Linked DNA regions of Mus musculus: region 2 is linked to region 1. Evidence: chromatin contacts called from public HiChIP or PLAC-seq data. All regions are on one chromosome and are shown on one strand. Each heading gives the region's core, a stretch centred on a gene start, on an enhancer-like site or on the middle of the called end of the contact. The rest is flanking DNA. Distances are from core to core; before and after follow the strand shown. Region 1 holds the start of Evc2 (EvC ciliary complex subunit 2). Region 2 overlaps Gm40286 (a long non-coding RNA gene).

Region 1 (4,790 bases), core at 1,131-3,630:
AATAAAAGCCCAAGAGAACTCTCAAAGTGCTTACTTAATCAACAGGCAATTGGGAATTTATCTCTCCAACCCCACATACAGAACATGACTCTTAGATGTACATAATGAGGAAAGGAAGCAGAGAAAGGGGCCAGTGAAGGCTTGGACAACCAGAGATGGAGCATCTGATTAGTACCTTCAGTAGAGAGTCTTTCTATCCCTGTTCAGAACTGAGGCCCAAGAGGCTGTGACTAGACCCGTGCCTCACAGAGATATGTGGCCAAGGCAGGAATATCCAGGGCCCAGCTCACAAGGCTGTCTATAACACCCCAGATTGGTGAAGATGTGCTGACTCTATGAACAGGACTCAAGCAACATAATCAGTTGGAGCACCAAGGCCCCTGGACACTGGTGTTCAGTCCAGGCTCCAACAAGGACAGAGGGACCCATGACAGTGAAGTGCTCTGGTTCTGGATGGCCTTGAGGACTTCCCAAAACCTACTTTAAAACAGTTACACTCCTCCAGACTCCAGAGTCGACACCTGATCTTGACAACAGCAAGTGTCTATCAGAACGTTGCGCTTCCCAAAGGGGGAAGATGTTCGAAAAAATCTGAAGCCAGTGACTTAGGCTCTGGACGTGGGAGACACACAAGAGGATAAGCAAGGGTCAGAGCAGCTTTCAAGGGCCTTGATTTTGTCCTCTGCAAATGGGCCACTCTTATGCCACCTCCCAAGGAGGAGTAAGGGAAAGGACTCCATGAAAATGCCAACCACAGGGCTTAAAGTGCAGTCCATGGACTATACAGTGACAACCTAAGACAGCAAGCGACAGAAAAGAAACAGAATCACCCTTAAAGCACTAAGTCTTCGCAACAAGAGTGGCCCTGTGATAATCCTTGGGTCTACAGGTCATGAGTGGGCAGGCAACACTAGAGTCCATTCCAACAGGCCATGCCACTAGCCAGGGCCCTCCTGGGAACTGAAGCTGCATTTTCTCCCAGGGCCATGGTGACAGGAATCAGGGCAGCGGTGAGCACAGATGTGATCGTCAGAATGACTAAGAGAGGCTGTACTTCGTTTCTGCTGCTGTGATGGGACACCCTGACAAAAAGCCGCTTACAGGAGAAAGGGGTTTATTTTTGCTTGTAATTTCAAGTTAGAATCCATTCTGCCTGTAAGCCAAAGGGCAAGAGCTTAAAGCCGCTGGTCACATCACAGCCACATTTCAGAGCAGAGAGCAATAAATGCTTTCAGGCCGAGTACTCAGCTTTCTTTCTCTACTCTTACACAAGTCAAAGCCCCCCTGCCCAGGAAATGGCACTGCCCACAGTGGGCTGGGCCTTCCACATAGAGATAACCCTCCTCCTCCAGCCCAGGCCCTGTCCAACGTGATCTAAGCAATCCCTCACTGAGACAGCCTTCCCAGGTCATCCTAGGGTGGGTCAGGCTGACAGGTAAAGCTGACCAGCAGAAGATACAAATTAAGAGTGGTGGGTGGGCTGACTAGCAGAAGATAAGATACAAATTAAGAGTGGTGGGTGGAACCGAGTGGAAGGGTGGCCAAGAGCCAGAAGTAAGTGATGGCTAAGCCGAAGAGATAGCAGAATGCAGGGAGGAGCGTATGTAAGCCAATCCTGAGAAGAAGGCAGGAGGGCTGGGGGCTAACTTGCAGAGGGGGGCTTATGGGGCACTGGGAACCCTGTGCTTTTCCAATGCTAGAACTACTACAAACGGGGCCAGTGGCCTACTGCAGCCAGTAGACTGGAGGCCAGTTCAAAGCTACCCAGTCTTCCCAGCTCTCTCACCATATTAGCACCCCTACATACATTAACTAACCTAACTAATGTGCATACGGTGGCTTCAGATGACTTGGGTCCCAGTGGCCTGAGAAAGGAAGACATAAAAAGTGATTTGCCCTCAGACATGGAAATGCTAGGGTGCGAATCTGGATCCGAACCCATACAAGCCTATGGCTACCAAGCGTGAGGCTTCACCGATTCTGGAGTTCCGTTGATACAAGTATGTGCAGAACGCACCTAGAAGCACCACCAAGCAAAAAGTTCAGCCTCTCCCTCCACTTGATCTTGTGCCCTACAGGGCAGGACTCTTTCAGAGGATGGAGACAGACACAAGCTCCAGCTCTCCTTACCTGCGAGCTTGCCCAGGGTCCTGCTGGGCCGGGCCGAGATGGTGACCCTGGGCCCAGGGCAGGGAAGGATGGTGGAAGTGCACGCGGACCCGAGCCCAGTACCAGGGCAGCGGCCAGGATATTCCCAGCCAGCACCCACGTGGCTCGTCCCCCAGCGCCCGTGGGGCCCGTCGCCCCCATCTGGTGGCTACAGACCCCACACAGGCCCCGCAGAGTCGCGGAGCTTCCGGACCCCGGGACCGCCCCCGCCGCGGAGCATGCTCAGTGCGAACCGCCTGGAAAGTTTTCTGGAACGCTGGCATCTGGAGTTTGGAGGCCGCAAGCTGCGTAGGAGGGAGCTGCGCAGCTCCTTCGCTTGCTGTGCCTCACTCCAAATCACCCCCGCTACTCTTCTTCCCCAAGGGTGACAAGGGCCTCTACTAATGCCCACTGACTCTCTAGATCTCAGCCCAGTCTTAGCACTAGGAATTCCCAGAGACGCTGTTTGAACCCGACTCTCCTCAGACCACCTCAGCGAGGTTAAAAAACCTCAGGGAAGCATTAGAAAGGTCACAGAAAAAGGAGCAGGGGGAAGTCTCAGCAGAGTACCCACTGTCTGAATCCGGGCTGGGGATCTTGCTGGACCTGCCCAGCCTCTCCAGCAACAATGAAGCCATCACTTGGCCAATGAGTAAGCTGGGGCAGAAAGCTCCCCCAAGGGGTGTTAGGGCTCCCCTGAGTGCCCAGAGGGAGGAGCTGGGGAAGGGGTAGTCTGCCTTCTGGGCTCTAGAGATGTCCCTTATCCAGGGACAGGGTCTTCTGTGAACGGTCCTGCTGGGCAGCTGCCGGAGAGCCTTGTATCAGCCTCTCCACACCTTCAATGACACATCCCTTTCTTGACCTGACCTGGATAAGACCAGGAGTTTGCAGCCCTTAGTGTCCTTAACTAAACCTCTCACATCAGGTACTGCACCCTTGAGAAGTGCCAGGCATCCTGGAGCAGTGTTAAGGCAGTATTAACAAGTGACTTTAGAGGCAAAACATAAGCAGCGTTGATTTTTAATGGATCCTTTCCCTCACCCCACCCTCCACCCTTTTGAGATGAGTCAGGTGATCTGCCTTTGCCTCCTGAATAGCCTGAGTGACCGGGAGATAACAGCTGTACGCCACTACCTGACCTTGTGCGTTTTTTAAAGTCAGGCCTGAGCATCCAACCAACACTACGTTGCAGCATGAAGCTATTGCCAGGAAGATGTTCCAGTTCCCAGGGATACCCCGAGGACAGGAAGGTCCTCTTAACAGGTGTGTGACCTGAAGCCACAGGTGTGAGCAGACAGACATTGCCATCTTCTTCTGAGCTGTCAGATCTTGAATGAGACACTTCCCCTGACAGTTTCTTTGAAGAGGCTGAAGTACTGGCTCCCAATCTGCCCACGTGGAACCATGAAGGATAAAATGAAGAGACGTCAGGATTCTAGAGGGGCCCGAATGTAACATTCGCTCATAAAGAAGAATTTTTCTCGGGGAGAAAGCAGGGTTAAAAGAAGTGTTCAATCAGTTGGGTGCGGAGCATCCCGGAGGGAAGAACGACTTGCCCCAGGAGCGGCGCGGGAATCGGATTGGACAGGCTACAGCAACCTTGAGGTGCTGCTGGAGTTAATCTGGCCGCCAGCTCAGGACTCAGGGCAACCTGAACGCTCAGTGATCACAAAAGAGTAGCTTGCTCCGGAGACTGGGAGGAGGGGTGCTCCTTTGCTCTTGCATGTGGGGTCCTCGGGCTGAAAGGCGCGCCCCGGCTGCGCATGCTCAGTGCACTGTAGGGATGGCCCGGAAAGGCTGAAAGTTTGGGGCGGCGGGTCCAAGCTCCTCCCTCGGCTCGGGTGCAGCGGGAAAGGGTACAGAGGCGCGGACCTGGCCGGCGGCGGGATGCAGCGGGTCACCCGCCTGAGCCCTCCATGACCTGCACTAAAGATGCGCGGCTGCAGCTGGGCCGGGAAGCCCTGCAGGCGGCGCCGACGCTGCTGGTCCCCGCGGTGCTACTGGGTGGCGTTCTCGGCCTAGGCCTTGGCTTGTGGCTTGGCTGTCGCGCGAGCCACTTGCGCGCACGGCTCCAGGTGGGTTCCAGCGCAGCCGGGAGGATCGAGCGCCCTCCTCTTCTTCCCGCGGAGTCCTGGGCTGCATTCCCTGAACCCCCAGCTTTGCGTCTCCTGACTGCGATTGCGATTGCGTGCAACCTCTTGCTCCAGGAGCATCAGGGCTTTCTGAGGAAGGAGGAGGAGGGATAGAGTGAGTAGCCAGAGAGCATTGGCCCGGGGACCACAGAAAGATAGTCGCCCAAAAGCCCTTCTATGCCACAGTGCCCACTGGTTTAGTTAGAAGATTGGACATGATCTCAGCAATTACGCCCCAGATCAGTATGGGGACAGAGAAAGATTAGTGTGTGCACCCAAATGCCCACTCCCTCTTTCTTGCTTTGGAGCTGCCAGACAACATCCTCTGGGAGTGGGCTAAGGACTTTCTGTCAGATGAAACTGGCCCGGGGCCTTGAATGCACAACGGTGAGCAGGATAGATATTTCCAGTTAGCATTTGGATAGAACCCAACAAGGTGGGTGCTGTGATGGAGTAGAAAGAGACTAGAGTTTCTTGAGAGATGTCTGTTCCAGGCACTGAGCCTGGCTC
Region 2 (4,414 bases), core at 1,530-4,029, 430 kb before region 1:
GACTGAGAAAGTTCTCTGATTGCAGGAAATGCTGCATGAAATAGCAAGAGGGTTTGCCTCCACATTCCTGCTTGAATGCCTACCAGACTTCTCTCAATGATGGACCATGGCCTGAGCTGGTAAGTCAGGTAAGCCCTTTCTTCTCCTTAGTTGCTTCTGGTCAGCATTTTATCACAGAGACAGAAAGGAGAAATCATAGTTAGGATTTTTATTGCTACTATAAAACACCATGACCAAAAAGCCAATTGGTGAGGAAGGGGTTTCTTTGGCTTAAATTTCCAGATTGGAGGAACAGGACAGGAACTCATGCAGGGCTGGAACCTGGAGATAGGAACTGCTGCAGGGGCCATGGAGGAGTGTTGCTTACTGGCTTACTCCCCATGGCTTGCTCAACCTGCTTTCTTATAGAACCCAGGGTCACCAGCCAACAACAATGGGCTGCCTCCCACTGATCATTAATTAACTGAGAAAATGCCTTACAACTGGATCTCATGGAGGTCCTTCCTTAACTGAGACTTCCTTCTCCGTGATGAATTTACCTTGTGTCAAGTTGACACACCAAACCAGACAGTACAGGAGACCGGGTCACCATTACAGAAGCATATCTCTTGCTTAGGGACAGAAGATATTTTCCATCACCCAGTATTCTCTTTTTCACCCATTGCCACCACAGACTGTGCACACATTTCCCTGGGAGTTTTGTGTGCTGGAGTCCTGGAAGGGTGTTTCCTGTGTACAGAAGGTCCTCTCTCAACTTGTGTGTGCTCAGCTAGGTCTACTGTTCTGAGTGGGAGAGCAGGATGGGTACCTTACAGCCAAGGTCAGAGCCAGAGCCTGGCCCTCAGCCTGATTTTTCGCTGATTCTAAGGCCTTCTTGGGAACCAGGTCTGTGAGTCCAAATTCTAAGAGTTTTCCAACCTCTGTGGTCCCCGGCCGAGTGCTGAGGACATTATAATTCCTCAAAAACTCAGTGTCTGGATTGAATTAATGAGTCAAACCAAGCAACAAAGCTGCAGTTCTAACCCGTGCCTGGTCTTGGGTCAGGATGTGGGGGCTAGACCCTCATGCTTTTAATTACCTAGCTGGGCTGCGGTTGGGGGGCTGCTCTCACATGACCACGTGGCTTCTATTCCTCCTGCTCTGCTTAGGTGAGCCCCAGGAATTTGGACCCCACCTTGTGTGTGTTTATGGAGTGAAGGTACCTCGATGTTCCCCTCCCACAAGGGTCTTCTTCCATATCTGCTGTCATTCATTCCTGGGCCTGAAGGACTGAAATCTCCACTTTCCAAGAACAGTTGGGATTTCATCACCTGGGGGTGGGGGGGCTGAGAAGACAGAAACAGGGTCCTTAGATGGCATCTGCAGACAGAGAGGGAGGGGAGTGTATTGATTCCTGTTGAACTGGGTGCCTTAAGGGGACAGGAGAAGCTAAAATGTACTGGCTGTAAAGCTATTGTGGACACCATGTACAGCTGTGATTGACAAACAGGAAGTGGAGCAGGAAGTAGGAAGTGATGGCAAGACAGAAGAAATGCTAGAAAAGGCAATCAGATTCCATCTTTCTGCAGTATTCTCATGTATTCTGACCATTACTGAGACAGATTGGGCCATAAATAGGCTAAATTCATACCTATCACTTATCTGAAACTCAAATTTAACTGGGAAACCCATGGATTTATTTGCTGTGTCTACTAGCTTCAGGGCTGTCCCCAGCAAAAGCAAAGGTTTGAAGTTCAAACCTATTCTAACCCTTGGAGGCTGGAGTTTCATCAGTCTTGAGCAGGTTGCCCCTTGAAGGAAGAGCTACGGTTCCTGGACCGTGTCCCCATCGTTTGTAAGGCCAATTCTTTTTCATGGATTCTCAGGAAACCAGCAATGGACCTTTCAGTTTGCTTAATTCTGTGCCTCCTGCTCTCCACAAGGAGTTAGTGCATTATTTCAAAAGACACATGTTCCTTTGTCTTATTTGGTGTCTAGAGATTCGCTGGGATCCTTGGTTCTCTTGTTTTCCCCATGCTGATCTGCTGACTCATCCTAGAACTCAATCCCCCACCCCACCCCCCTGGTTTTGTGAAGTCCTACCATTATGTGCCTGAGGATATGCATGTATTTATGTTTGTAAACCTGTCTGTAGATGCAGAGGTCAGAAGTCAACCTCAGGTATCGTTTCTCAGGATGCTGTTTTTTTTTTTTTTTTTTTTTTTTTTGAGACAGGTTCTCTCACTGTCCTGGACCCCACCAGTGTGGCAAGCTTAGTCAACTAGCGGGACCCAAGAACTTGCCTTTCTTCACTTCCCCAGCGCTGGCTATGAGGAATGTTTCAGGGCACCTAAGTGTGGTTGGTTCACTGCATCAGTGTTTCCCACCCCCAGGAAGTCATTAGAAATGCAAATGATAGGAAGTAATTTGTGTATCTGAAGTCCTCCAGGGCTCACAGGCAGCTCCAGTATGAGTATCTCTGGTTATGAGAATTCTGAGGCAGGAGAGTTTGGTTTTGGCTCCATCCCTTCAAAGGTAGTAGGGCCTGTGCATAGCATTTTCTTTTGTTCCGGTTCCTCTGTGAAGGCCCCTATAGATCAGAAGTTCCCTCCACAGTGCATCCTCTGTCCACAATGAAGGCAGTCGGTTGGGGTGATCTCTTGGGCATGATGCCTCCGAGTGGGGGCAGACTGCTAGGTAAAAAGGACCATAATGCTTTTGGTCCTGGCTCCACAGAGCCTATTTCTTGCCACCCAGTCTGTGGGTCTCCAGCCAAGAACAAAACGACACGTGCTGCCAGTTGGCCTTGGAAGGGAGGTGGCCCAATGCCAGGCACTGCTAATTGCTAATTTGCACTGAAACAGCAAACAAAGCCCCCGAGTGAATGCCCTGATTATTTGGCCAGTTCTCCCCCAGACTCCCTCAGTCACACCCCTGGGGCTGTTCCCTAAATCTGGAGCCATTCTCCCCAGGAATCTAGGAGGCCACTGGGGCCAGGATCTCTTCCCCAGCCCCCAGGAAAAAAAAAATCCTGCTTCTCTGCAGCTAATTGGCAGGGAGGAGGAGCTCGCTTGGACTGTACTGTTTATTTACTGTGTTTGTGCTTCCCCCTGAAGAGGAGTATATGATGCTGTTTCTCGGAAAGGCACAAAGCCCCAGAGAAACGGAAGGGTGGAGAAAAGTAAGGGATTTCCTAGTCTATAAGCCTCATTGATCTTATCTGATGGTGCCTCCCCAGCAGGTGAGAGACAGCTCGAATCTGAAAGCCTAGTTCCTAGAGGAAGCCTCACACCACCCCTGGAACTGCATCTTCCCCTACCATTCCTGTATCCTCCTGTATCTTCCTTCTTCCATAACTTCCATAACATAGCTCAGAGCTCAGCCCCTTCCACATTCCAGGGGAAGGAAACAGGCAGAGGGGACCTCAGGCCTTTAGCAAGTCTGCAACACTTACAGAAACTGGTTAAAGCATATGGGGTGGAGGTGTGCACAGGCAGCTATAGAAATCCAGAGGTTGGGGCAGAAGGCTCATCCCTTCAAGGCTAGTTGGCTGGTGTTGAGTGTGGCATGAATTTCATATATATCCATCCTTCAACGACCTATTTCCTGTCTCCATGTTGTCTCTTGCATCTTCCCCTGGCCTCTAGAATCGTTACCAGCTCCTGTGGTGACCCTTCAAGATTCCCCACTCTGTCTTCTTATCCAGCTATTTTTTCTGCAAGAAACCTGGCTCCAGGAGAAGAGCATTTCCTCAGTTTGTCAGCATCAATGGACACATCCATTTGAGTGGAAGAAAGCAAGGCCACACTGTCAAGTGGTTACATAACGCATCAACTTGGCCAATGATCACAATCGGGGCAGTGAGCAAGCTGGTCAGCTTCTTCTGCATATTCTAAACAGTACTTAAAGTATTTATTTTACTATCATATGATGGTTTAAAAAGTATTTATTTACTTCTTCAAAAAATGCAGATTTAGTTTATTTTATGATGAGTGTTTTGCTTCCTTGTGTACATCCACACTATGCGCATGAAATGCAGAGGCTTGAAGACGGTGTTAGGTTCTCTGGAATTGGATTTACAGATGGCTGTGAGCCAAAGCAGGGCATCCTGGGAACTGAACCTGCGTCTTCTGCAAGGATAGCCAGCACTGTTAACCATGGAGCCATCTCTCCAGCCCCTGTGTGATATTTAATATAGCCACATACATGTAATTATCAAGTCAGGGCAAGCACATCTGCACACTTAGACCTTTGTTTATATTCTCAAACATTTACCACTTCTTTGTGGTTGAAGTAAATTAAAAATACTTTGTTCTAGCCTTTTGGAAATATAAATCATGTGGTCTTTTTCTTTAGTCACCTTGCTGTATACTATAACATCAGAACATTTTTCTCCTAACTGTGGCATGGTACCCACTGACCAACTTCTCCATCC

What was found. HiChIP or PLAC-seq counts read pairs in DNA pulled down with a chosen protein or histone mark.
Region 2: a contact with region 1 is called in an H3K4me3 HiChIP or PLAC-seq map of embryonic basal ganglia, with 3 times the contacts expected there. The contact joins the enhancer-like site here to the promoter of Evc2 in region 1. A contact is called at or near these places in 1 of 39 promoter capture datasets (3T3-L1-derived adipocytes), 10 of 115 datasets of contacts at active chromatin or transcription factors (astrocytes, craniofacial prominence, embryonic basal ganglia and 6 more) and 2 of 9 other capture datasets (embryonic stem cells and pancreatic islet).

What each region holds. Positions count from the first base shown.
Region 1 is chr5:37,336,068-37,340,857 of GRCm38.p6, reverse strand. It overlaps Evc2 (EvC ciliary complex subunit 2), which reads right to left and starts at 2,380. Exons shown (of 20, transcript NM_145920.3): 1 at 2,131-2,380. The coding sequence starts at 2,310. It overlaps Evc (EvC ciliary complex subunit 1), which reads left to right and starts at 3,977. Exons shown (of 21, transcript NM_021292.2): 1 at 3,977-4,223. The coding sequence starts at 4,065.
Region 2 is chr5:37,767,631-37,772,044 of GRCm38.p6, reverse strand. It overlaps Gm40286 (a long non-coding RNA gene), which reads left to right. Exons shown (of 3, transcript XR_868359.1): 2 at 26-128. Among named protein-coding and RNA genes, the nearest start is that of Gm40286, 4.3 kb to the left of the region's middle. Within about 2 kb of position 2,779, at least 34 of the 459 cell types and tissues checked have an H3K27ac peak or open chromatin away from gene starts, as enhancers often do. A contact at or near this core is called in embryonic basal ganglia, where this site is marked.